Regions from separate parts of the Sus scrofa genome. Here region 2 is linked to region 1. A link is a contact called in public Hi-C data. All regions are on one chromosome and are shown on one strand. The core of a region is the stretch at or near the end of the contact, and the rest is flanking DNA. Distances in the headings are between cores, read along the strand shown.

What was found. Hi-C and Micro-C count contacts between places; a contact is called where the count stands out from the background.
Region 2: a contact with region 1 is called in a Hi-C map of heart right ventricle, with 4 times the contacts expected there. The contact joins the promoter of AHNAK here to the promoter of RTN3 in region 1. A contact is called at or near these places in 1 of 5 promoter capture datasets (fetal skeletal muscle) and 1 of 47 Hi-C or Micro-C datasets (heart right ventricle).

What each region holds. Positions count from the first base shown.
Region 1 is chr2:8,351,595-8,357,209 of Sscrofa11.1, reverse strand. It overlaps RTN3 (reticulon-3), which reads left to right and starts at 2,290. Exons shown (of 11, transcript XM_021082903.1): 1 at 2,290-2,623. The coding sequence starts at 2,482.
Region 2 is chr2:9,184,507-9,190,121 of Sscrofa11.1, reverse strand. AHNAK (neuroblast differentiation-associated protein AHNAK) reads right to left here and starts at 3,138. Exons shown (of 10, transcript XM_013994215.2): 1 at 3,010-3,138.

The DNA of each region.
Region 1 (5,615 bases), core at 1,041-3,540:
CAGTCCAAACTCCCATCCAACTCAGCTTCCTCATAAAACCTCCCCAAGTCACTGTAATTTGGTAATGATTCCCTCTACTCTTTCTGTATTTTTAGGTCCGCATCTGTGGCATATGGAGGTTCCCAGGCTAGGGGTTGAATCAGAGTTGTAGCCACTGGCCTACACCACAGCCACAACAATGCCAGATCCAAGTCTCGTCTTCAACCTACACCACAGCTCACGGCAATGCCAGATCCTTAACCCACTGCATGAGGCCAGGGATCGAACCTTCGTCCTCATGGATACTAGTCAGATTTGTTTACGCCAAAACACGACAGGAACTCCCCTCCCTCTACTCTTAGATCCGTACAATTCACTCGTCATCTAATCATAGCATATAGTTTTGTGTTGTTGGTTATTTTTGGTTGCTATTTAGTCTGTATTTTTTTTAACTTTATATATGTTCCAAGCCCCAACAGAGTAGTGTCATACACACAGCAGGTGACCAGCAAACATTTGTGGAACAAACATGTATACAAATAACATTCCAAGCAAGAGTCAGTCTCAGGGAAATTGACTGGTACAGCAAAAAGGAGCAGGAAGGAAAGGCAGCTTCAGGAACTGGACCTAGCACAAAGACCTTTTATGTAAAAAATCTGAAGGGTCTGAAGATCTGAAGAGACCACCAAGACCACATCCATGTCTTGACTTTTATCCTCTTTTCTCTGTGTCTAGATATGGAAACAGACTTCCTTTCTAGCCAGGATCTGCAGATCCTAGCAATTGCTGTTGGGGTAGGGATGAGCATCATTCATTTCCTTATCCAGTCCTTAATAATGTAAATTTTTTAAATGTATGCATTTATCAGAATGGGTAAATAACTGGCTTGGTTATCAGATTGGCTTGTATTTCTCTTTGTCATCTAGAGGACAGAATGCTGCATTATCAACTGATGCTGTAAGTGCCAGAGTAAGATATTTGCCATGAAGTTATTTTGGGAAATATTCTTCTGTGCCTTTTTTAGAGTGTTTCAAAAGCCAGGAGTTTTTTTTCCTGTCTGGGCTTTACCTGACCTTAAAACCTGTCAAGGGCAGATGTAGTCCACTGCCTGTTCTAGAAGATTTCCACTGGTCAGATCCCTTTTCCTCTGTGAGACTGCTTGGCTGACTACCTCCGCCTTCATGAGGTTGCATCTTTACAGGATCTGCTGATCCTGCAATTGCCGAATCAGGTCATCGATTGCTGCCTTAGCAATAACAAGGCCTATAGCCTTGCTTTTTATTACTTCCAGTCTACTTTCCCCCTTTTAAAAGAATAGTGCACATTTCAAATCGTTTGACCAGGTATATGGAGACTTTTGCAAGCCAATGGAAGAGAAGCCAAAAAATGAACAAAATCCAGCATAAGCTAGATATCCGCTTTCAAATACAGTTTCTGTTAAGGACGCCTTTTAGGCTACGAATAAAATTGAATTATGTGTCTTTTGGGCCACGTTCTCAATTTTTACTACGTCATTTTTCATTTTACCATCCCCCATAACCAGAGCCGGGATGTTATCTCCTGGCTCTTTTTTTCTCATTAGCTCAGCTCTTTTTCAATCAGAACATGTCTTCTCTACCTGTTAGTCTATTAAGAGAAACGGACAACCTTAGGACCCAAGGTGGACCCCTCTTTTTAAGGCGATAAGAATTTGAAGCAGGTTCTGCAGCTGCAATGCAATGTGACTGGAATGAGTAATAGTTTTTCATTCTGTGCAGCGTCTTTCTCCAACTGCCAAATGGGAGATCGTGTCATGGCTGCCTCATGGTGATGAGGTATTATGACACATCCAGAAAAATTCAGAAAGCACCTTGCAGAATGGGCCCTCACTGTGGTTTTCACTTTATTAGAGTCACGGGGGTGGGGGTGGGGAAGCATCAGACAAAAGACTTGGGCTCTAGAATTTGCAGGAAAAATATTCTCCACTAATGGAAGCAAAAATAAATTTCTACCGTTAAAACACGTAATCAGTTTACTCAACGCATTCACATAAAAAGCCGCGAAGCTCTAAACCGCAGGCCCCCCTCCCACTTTGCCCGCAGTGGTGGGCGGGGCTTGTTGCTTGGCCACGCCCCTTGCGCCCGGTCCCTGAGGGGCGCGGCCCACCCCGGCCTCCGGCCTCAACGCCGCGCCGGGCGGGTTTTGCCCCTCCTTCTCAGCAGGAGCTTAGCGGAGGGGACAGGGCGGGGGGGGGGGGAACTGTTCTTGCGCCTGCGCCTTGCGTCGCTGGGTGCCTCAAGGCGACCGCCGCCCGCCCGAGGGTCCTTTGTGCGCCTGCGCGCTCGCGCTCCCGCCCTCTCGCGGCGCTGGGCTTAGTCAGTCAGTCTGTCGGAGTCTGTCCTCGGAGCAGGAGGGGCGAAGCGACTTCGGAGAGCTAGCTGCCGGACTCGATTATTCTCTTTCCCCTCCTCTCTCCCGTCCCACAGCTCTCTTCACCCCTCTCCCTCCCTTGCTCGCGCAGCCATGGCGGAGCTGTCGGCGGCCACTCAGTCCCCGTCCGTCTCGTCGTCCTCCGGGGCCGAGTCCTCTGCGCCCGGTGGCGGCGGTGGGAGCCCGGGAGCCTGCCCCGCCCTGGGGGCGAAGAGCTGCGGCTCCTCCTGTGCGGGTGAGGCGCGCCGTGGGGGGACCTTAAGCTTGGGGGGGGGTCCTGGGGGGTGAGGCCGGCGAGTCACCCTTGCCTACGGGGGCCTTAGCCCCCAGGAACGAGCGTCTGGAAAATGGGCTAAGGGGAGGGCGTGTAAGGTGGTGCTGGTGGTGAGGAAATAACGGCGTGTGAGGAAAACAGGTTGGGGGAGGGGATGTTCTAGAGAGTGGGCGTTAACGCCAAGACGGTGCAGGTGGGGAAGGACATTAGTGCGGGCGAGCCGTCCACTGAACCGGGGTGATTTAGTGGAGCATTAGCGAGATTGAGAGGATTGGGGCAGGTTGGTGGTCGAAGAGATGATTCGTTAACGATTTCGAGGGGATGGCGGTGAAAGGGTTGCATTGCAGGCACGCAGGCAGGTGTTGACATAATCAGACATGCATGGTAGTCTTCCAAAAAAAATGTTTTTTTTTTGGTTGCCCGTGGGGAGGATGAGGAAGTTTCATGGAAACACGCTACAGTGTTTTCTATACTGTTTTCATCTTCCTTAGATTTTTTGCGGCCAGACTCTAAATGCCTGATTTTTCTGAGGCTGCGGGGTAGAGGGAGGCGTGATGAGAATATCTCAGGGAAGATTTGGGAGGGAGCCGCTGATGGTCCAAGATGGATCCGTGGCTGCATCTGCAACACAGCCTGCTCTTCACTGGCGCGGCGTGGGGGTGGGGACATGTAATTAGCTTCTTATATTCTAGACGGGAATAGAGTCATTTCAAGCTATCAACCTGTTTTAACTTCATGCTTTCCGTTGGCTGTTAATGATCGAAATATAACAAAAGGGGGGGGTTACCGCAGAAAGAGGGGAGGGAGAGAAGATTCAGACAAAGCAGGGTCTGGTTGAACCCCCTTCTCCTCCCATCACTGTGAAAGACTAGGAGGGAAGCTGCAGGCCGCTTTTAGTTTCCATTGTATACGCGTCTGCCTGCTGGTGGGAGCTGGCTGGCAAGCTCCCCTCGTGCAGAGATCTGCAGTGCAGATGCCTTCCTGAAAAAAAAAAAAAAAAATGCACCATGAGCAGGTGGTGGTGGTTCTTAAAGGAACTCAGTCTTCGAAGAAAAAAAAAAGCCTTTTGTTAAAGGAAGGGCCATAAGCTCAGGAGAGTACAGATAATTTTGCTCTTTATTTAGTCACCTTAAAGGATTTGGAGAGGTTTCTAAATACTTCATTGTCTCTTTTGGCAGAATCTTGGGTTGATTGTTCTAAAGGACAGAATTGATCTGAGTTTTAAAAATATTCTCTATGTGAATTTTCAACAGTGGATTTCCACATAAGAGCTTTGGTACCCATTTGGATTTTCCAGTGTGCTTATGGCCGTTTCAGTAGAACCCTATCAGAGGAAGCTTCTGTAATGTCAAGATTAGCTGTCCAGATAAAGGAATGAGGCAGCAAATTTAGAACCCTTGTCCCCTTTAAACCACCACTGTTTCTTCAAATTTTTGTGTTCTGGGAAAAGATCCAGATGAACAGCAGCTTTCCTATATACTTAGCAACTTGGTGTTTTGGCTTTAATCACTTGTCATGGCTTACTTACTGTTCACTTGGGCATACCTCTTGATTTTAAATTTTTGATTCACTTGAGAAATAAATCTGATACTCTACCTTAAACTCTTATCCATTGCAAATATGTATTAATATTGTCTAAAAATCGTTAACAGTGGATTCAATGCAAGATCCTTATTTGTCAGGTCACGAATTGAAAAGTTTAGCTTAAGACACTGCAGTGTATAGTCATCGTTTCATTGCAGAACTCTTCCTCCTTGCAGAATGTTTTTCCCATCTCTCAGAGGAAATGTCTCAGGCTTCTGCACCATGAAAATAAGATGAAATTTGTTATTCCAAAATTTGATTAGTTGAAAAAGGATTCTTAAAAAATCTACCTTGATTGTTTAAAAAAATGTAGAAGTGTTGACGATAACCTTCAGCTTTACTTTCTTTCACCAAGCTTGTCTTGGTTTTAGAGACTTCCCAAAATTAAAAAAGGAAGTGTAAGTGGTCACTTGGTGCCTGCAGGAAACACTTGTGTCCTGACTGACTTGTCCAGTAACAAATTTTAGATATTTAATTCCTGTCCAAAGGTAGATAGTCAGTGATAACATTCTCTGGTCCATTGACTCAAGTGTTAGTGCAGCCGGTAGTAATTATGCTTGGAGAAGGTCAGGGGCCAAGATTGGCTTCCCAGACTTCTGCCTTTGAAGGAAAGCAAAGATTTCAAAGGCAGAAATCTGAGGTTGAGGTGAAAGATAATTTAAATAATTAGAGTTCTTTTCAGGATGAGAGTCACTGTATTAGACATCAAGTATAGATAAATGTCTATTGTCTGAACTTTAAAAGTGCTTTAATAGTTTGTTATCTATAGCCTTTGAAATTCTATAACTTGCAAGAGACTTCTTTATTTTTTAATTTTTATTATTTTTGTCTTTTTTTTTTTGCCATTTCTTGGGCTGCTCCCGTGACATGTGGAGGTTCCCAGGCCAGGAGTCCAATCAGAGCTGTAGCCACCAGCCTACGCCAGAGCCACAGCAACGTGGGGATCCGAGCCGTGTCTGCAACCTACACCACAGGTCATGGCAACGCCGGATACTCAATCCACTGAGCAAGGTCAGGGATTGAACCCGAAATCTCATGGTTCCTAGTCGGATTCTCTAACCACTGAGCCATGACGGGAACTCCAAGACTTCTTTATTATTGCTGTAAAAATCATAGCCCCAAAATAAAGCTACATTTCTTGTATCTGTTCATGGAAATTAACTCAAAACAAAAACACCTTGAACAACTTAAAAAAAAGGTTTCGCTTTAAATCTTTCCTCACTCATGAAACTGCGTTGTTCTGTGTACCCTTTTTTTATGGCATTGTTTTCAACATTTTGTTCTAACATGTCAATCAGCTATATGAATATGTAATTTGTATTTTCAGTCTTAACTCTTAAGTTAAAAAGAACTCTGACCACCTGTTCAG
Region 2 (5,615 bases), core at 1,889-4,388, 830 kb before region 1:
TAGGCCCAGGGTTCTCTGACTCCAAGGCCAAGAGCCACCCCAACAAGACGGACGAAGACACAAATCAACACGCACACACAGGATGAGAAACCACCCAGAGAGATGCACAAGTGAGATACCCGGGAGAGAGACTTATACTGGCTGCGGGCACAGTGAGAGCTGGAGGGACACACCCACAGGAAGACAGAGAGGCCTCTCTGCTCGTCCAGAGGGAGACCAACACAAGGGGGGCAGTGGGGGGGGGACTCCTTGAAGGGACATAAACATAGAGAAAGACAGGGGCTGAGATTTGGGCAAGGGCAGGGGACCCCCAGGGAGCGGTGATGCCTGTCACGTGCCACAAGCACAGAAGGAAAGGGCAGGTGGCCTCCGGCCTCCCTTGCTCACACCCCAGCCTGGTCCTGGCCCAGCTTATGGATAGCAAACCCAGAACAGGCATCCTGCTTCTAAGGGCCTTTTTGGGAGTTCCCTGGTGGCCCATTGGGTTGAGGATCCAGCATGGTCACTGCTATGGCACAGGTTCCATCCCTGGCCCTGGAACTGCCGCATGCCATGGGTGTGGCCCCAAATAAATAAATAAATAAATAAGGACTCTTTTGGTTCTGGGGCTCATGAACACGAAACCCCCAGGAGTCAGATATCCTGAACAACCCAGAACACAGCTCACTTGTAGATTCTCTGGACCCCGGCGGGTGACGACCAAAAGAATCGTCCCCTTCTCTTCAGGCACTGGACCCACTCTAGAGACAGGCACTGGCAGAGCAAGGCAAACAATTCTACTGGCTGGAAAATGGGAACAGTCACGACAGGCAGATCCCCAGTCCAGAGGAACAAAGAGGAACACGAGGCCGGCCTCTCTCCCAGGACCGAAGCCTCCAAGCCGACCTCCACGTGTGCAACTGCCCGACCTCTGTCTGGAAAACAACGTGCCCCATGCTAACTGGAGCCTAACTGCACAGTTATCTTCACAGCTGGCACCAAGAGCTTTGAGTCAGCTGATTCTGGGTGGCACACCCTAAGGGGCACTTTGTTTTTTGTTTTTTTTTTTGGCCACCCCGCAGCATGTGGAGCTCCCAAGGCAGGGATCAGATCCGGGCCGCAGTCTCAACCTAAGCAGTAGCTGCAACAACACCAGATCCTTACTTAATCCACAGTGCCAGGCCAGGGATCGAACCTGTGTCCCGCCTCTCTCAAGATGCCGCCAATCTCATTGCACCACAACGGGAACTCCCCAAGGGACACTTTCCACTTGAATAGGATGCTTGTGTTGGGGAGGTGCAATTATCGGGGAGAATTTGACAGACATGACGCAAGACATGGGCGCTAGAGAAACAGCCAAAAAAGCCACACAAGGATGCTCACAACCCGTGCACACAGACATACAGCAGCCCCAGATCCAGCAGCAGCTCCTCACAGCCCAGAGCAGGCCTACAGCCGCTGCCTTCACCAGCTCCCAGAAGACACCTGTCTGGGCAGCGCCAGGCCCTGCCCATCATGGACGAGCCTATTACCTGTTAACCTGGCGCCCAGAGTCTGCACCTCCCGCCGCCGTGAGCACCTGCCTAGCTCCTCCCTGGCACCTGGCTGCTGGGGATACACAGCAGTCAGTTCTGGGCGGCAGGTTCCGCAGTAACTGGGCTTCCAGTTCTACTCCACAACTTCCCAGCTACATGCTCTCGGCAAATGACATTGCTCCAAACCACACCTCCTACCAGGAGGAAGTTTTTCCAGCCTCATCCACCCGCGGCCCCTCACCCTCACGCTGGACTTTTTGGCACCTCGACCTCCAGGGCAGCTCCCTACCCCCACCCCAGCCGGCGGCGGATTTCTGGGCTCCGCCCTGCCGCCTGTCCCCACCTCTGTCCCCTGGCCCCTCCCACTCCTAGTCCCAGAGCTCCAAGTTCATGCTTCCTGCGGGGAGAGAAATCCCTTTTTCGTTCCCTAAGAGGGACTCCCCTCTCTTTGTGGCAGGAACTGGGGACAGCTTACATTCCCCAGCAGGAAGTCTCCACGCCTGATCACCGCGCCAGAAAAGAATGGGCTTTGACCCACAACACCAGGGATTAAGACCCCAGCTCGGAGGGGGTTGTCTTCCTGCGGGGGCGGGAGGAGCCGGGGCGAGGAGAGCGGCGAAGTCTCACCCTGGGGGGTGGATCAGTTTGGGAGCCGCCCTCCGCCCAGGCGGAGGCCAAGCTCTCCGCCCAGTGGCGGGGCTTCGCTAGTGCAGGGGCTGGGGCCCGGCCACTCGGCCCAGCTGCCAAAGAGCCGCCCCCAGCCCGGCCAGGACGCAAAGCCAGGCGCTTCCCCTTCCCCTAGAACCTCCGCTCCGGCCCCCGGGGACCGAGCAGGATGCCCCTCCCTGACCGGCCGTGTGCAGCGCCTCGCTCGGACTCCATCGGCCAGGGCCTCATCCCAGGGCTGTGCTCACCCTCTCTCTGGGGCTTCCGGACACAAACCCCGGGACCCCCGAACCCCTCTGGGCCGGAGAAACTTACTTTAGTCCTTACCTACAACCCCTGCAGCCCCAAGAAACCTCCACCACCAGGGCGGAGTGCCATTGCTGTCCTCTGCCCCGTGAGCCCCAGAGGCAAGCAGAGGTGACACATCCAGGACCACCACGCACAGCCGGAGACACCCCCCTCATAGGTAATAACACGTATCTCGCTGCTATGACACAAGTGGTTACAGGGACTTGACACCACGGTGAAAGAGCAACCCCAGACCCAAGCCCAGCCCAGCTGTCCCCCTGATGAAGAAGAGGGGCTCCATCAAAACACACACTCCTGCTGAGCCCGCTGTGGCCCACCCACGGGGCCCCCACACCTCCGCAGGCTTGCCCAGGGCTGGAGGAAACTGCGCATGCTCAGGAAGGCCTGGGAACCCAGTGGGATGGTTGCAGCTCAGGGAAATGCCAGCTGCCCTCCCTGGGCGTCTGGATGAAGCCCATGGGGGACCAAAGGAAGAGCAGAAGGCCCTACATACCCACCCACCAAAAGGTCCCATTCTAACCTCTCTCCAGGGCATGCGCAAACGGTCAGCCTTGCTCCAGGGAGAGAAGCTGGGGGCTTCTGGGAGTGGGGGGTGGGGGACACAGAGCCAGCAGGGGAGAGTTCCCAGCAGGGCAGGAGTCCGACTAGCTCTCCCAGTCTGTCTGCCTGTCCCCAGGCGGTTCCCAAGTTCCCAGGAAGGTGGTGACCACACCCCAGAGCCCCACCCACCCCCACCACCCCCACAGCTTTGCCCCAACCCCTCAAACCAGCTCCTCAGGCTCTGAGTGGCGTGCTCTGCCAGGGCCAGCCAGCCAATTGCAAATGAGCTAAGGAATCCAGCCCGGCAGTGCCCGGGCACCTCCACCCACGGCCCCCTGGGACTAAGGTGACCCCAGGGACCCCCAGCCTATTCCCTGCCTTTGACCGATGCTGGCCTTCTCCCTCCACAGGTCTCCCACAGATCGCTCTCTTGTGTCCCACTTAGATCCCTGGACCTGGAGCCTCGCCCTCCTGAAGCAAACCCTCGGCTCTGCGGGGTTAGCTCTTCAAAAGGTAACCCGGGCCAGGACCCCAGAGTAGCACTAAGCCCCACGGGACTTTGGTGGCTCCCCGTGTGTCCCGGTTCTCTGAACAATGTCCCAGCAGATAACCTTTAAGGACAGGGCTTTGGGGAGGGGCTCAGACACCCTCCAGTCCTCGCTAGCGATATTCCAGAACCCTCGTCCTCTGCTAGTCCAGCTCTCACGGTCCCAGGTCCTCTCCCCAGTCCCCCTCATCGCACAGCTAGGAACAAGGCAGTACCCCTAAGGCTGGGACTCCCTTCTACTTCCCACTCCACACGCAAGCCAAGTTCTGGCCCAGCCCAGCATCCCTGGGGGCCAGGGACTAGGAAGCTTCCCCATTCAGCTTCGAAAAGGAAGTGAGTGCCACACCCTGCCCCTGGGATCACCCTTATGGGGGGCAGGAGAATGAAAGCAGAATTGACTCCCCAGGAGTTCCCTTGTAGTGCAGCAGGTTAAGGATCTGGCCTTGTCACTGCAGCGACCTGGGTTCGATCCCTGGCCCAGGACCTTCCGCATGCCCATGCCGCAGGGACAGCCAACAAAAAAGAAGCTACTCCCCTAATTTAGACCCAGCACAGGCAAGGAGGCCCTAAAAGGCCTTCCAAGGCATCTTCAGCCTCCCTCCTTCCCTCCTCCCCACTCCCTTGACTTCACCTGTAGCCACAGGCCACCACCCCCCAGCCCCTGCACCCCAGGCATCACTGTGTCCCACAAAAATCAACCCAGTTCCTATCACTTGTTAGGCTGCACCCAGAAGAGCACGGGATCCTACAGTCAGGGGCTGGAGTCTAGTAGAGAAAACTTTCAAAACCAGTTATTGCTGGGGTGGGGTGGGGGGTGGATTATTGGGAGCCCAGCGCTATGCTGGGGACGCAGAGGTAACTAGCTGGATCCCTTTTTCTCTGGAAAGTCCAAGTCATTCTCGAAGGAGCACATTGCCATGGGAGGATCCCACCCTGCCTTTCCACAAACCCACTCTACGGAGCAGGGCACTCAGCAGCAGGCTCCCTGGAGGGACCTCGCCACCTCCACCCCGGCAGCCACGCCCTGCGAAAGGCGCGAGCACGCACAAGGCACACAATTCTCGGTGACCGTAATGCGCAGAGGCGCCGAAGCCGTCCCCACGTGGTGCCTGGAGCCCAGCGAGTGCCCTGAGATGCCCACTCCGCGCTCCTCCCACGCAAGGGGCACAGCCGGCCCTGCTTAGATCCCACGTGTCCCTCGTGGCCAGCGAGGGGCTGCGCCCCCGCATCCCGGCGCCCTGGCACTGCAGGGGGGCCCGAGCCCAGCCAGCCGAGGGCCAGCCCTCGCACATCGCGCACCCTCTCCCTGCATGGGAGAGCCTTACATAACACAGCTCTCTGAACACACCCTAAGCCCAGGGCCTTTCCCCCTCCACCGCACGACCTCGCCCCCCAGCCGGCTCTCCAGGAGCGCGCCTCTGGAGTGAAGGGCTCCAGAGCAGGCAGCCGAGCTCTCCTCCTACGCCAGCCGCGATCCTGCCCCCGCCCTCCCACACAAGCCCCTTCCACCCCCCTCGCCTTTGCCCCTCACCACTCCTCCCCGAGTTCTGGTTTGAATTAGTCACCGGCTCCAACCACCACATTCCTCAGGCTGCTGGCGCCAAGCCAGGCGCTGGGGCGGGGGCCATCCCGCCAGGACGGGTTTGGGAGTGGAGTGGGGAGAGAGCACCGCCTCTAAAGGGGAAGGGGCGGTCCCGAGGGCTGGGCCGCAGCACAACCCCCCCCCTCCACGCCCACCCCAGTGCAGGAATCTCCCTAATTATGTCCCCCACCCCCACTCCCACCCGTCCCGCTGCGGGGCGCGCAGCAAACTTCCAGGCTCCGCCGCCCCTGCGGAAGAAGGGAGTTTTCTGGAGCCGGGAACACGGAGAGGCAAGACCAGGGCGGGGCAGCTAGAAGGAGGCAGAAGGGGCTGCCAGGAGCAAGAAAGGGAGAGGCTGGTGGTACAGAACTGGGTGGGGCCGGGAGGACTCCAGACGCGAAGTCAGGGGCGGAGGTGTGGGGAGCTGGGAGGGGCAGCAGAGGGGGTTCACAGCGCT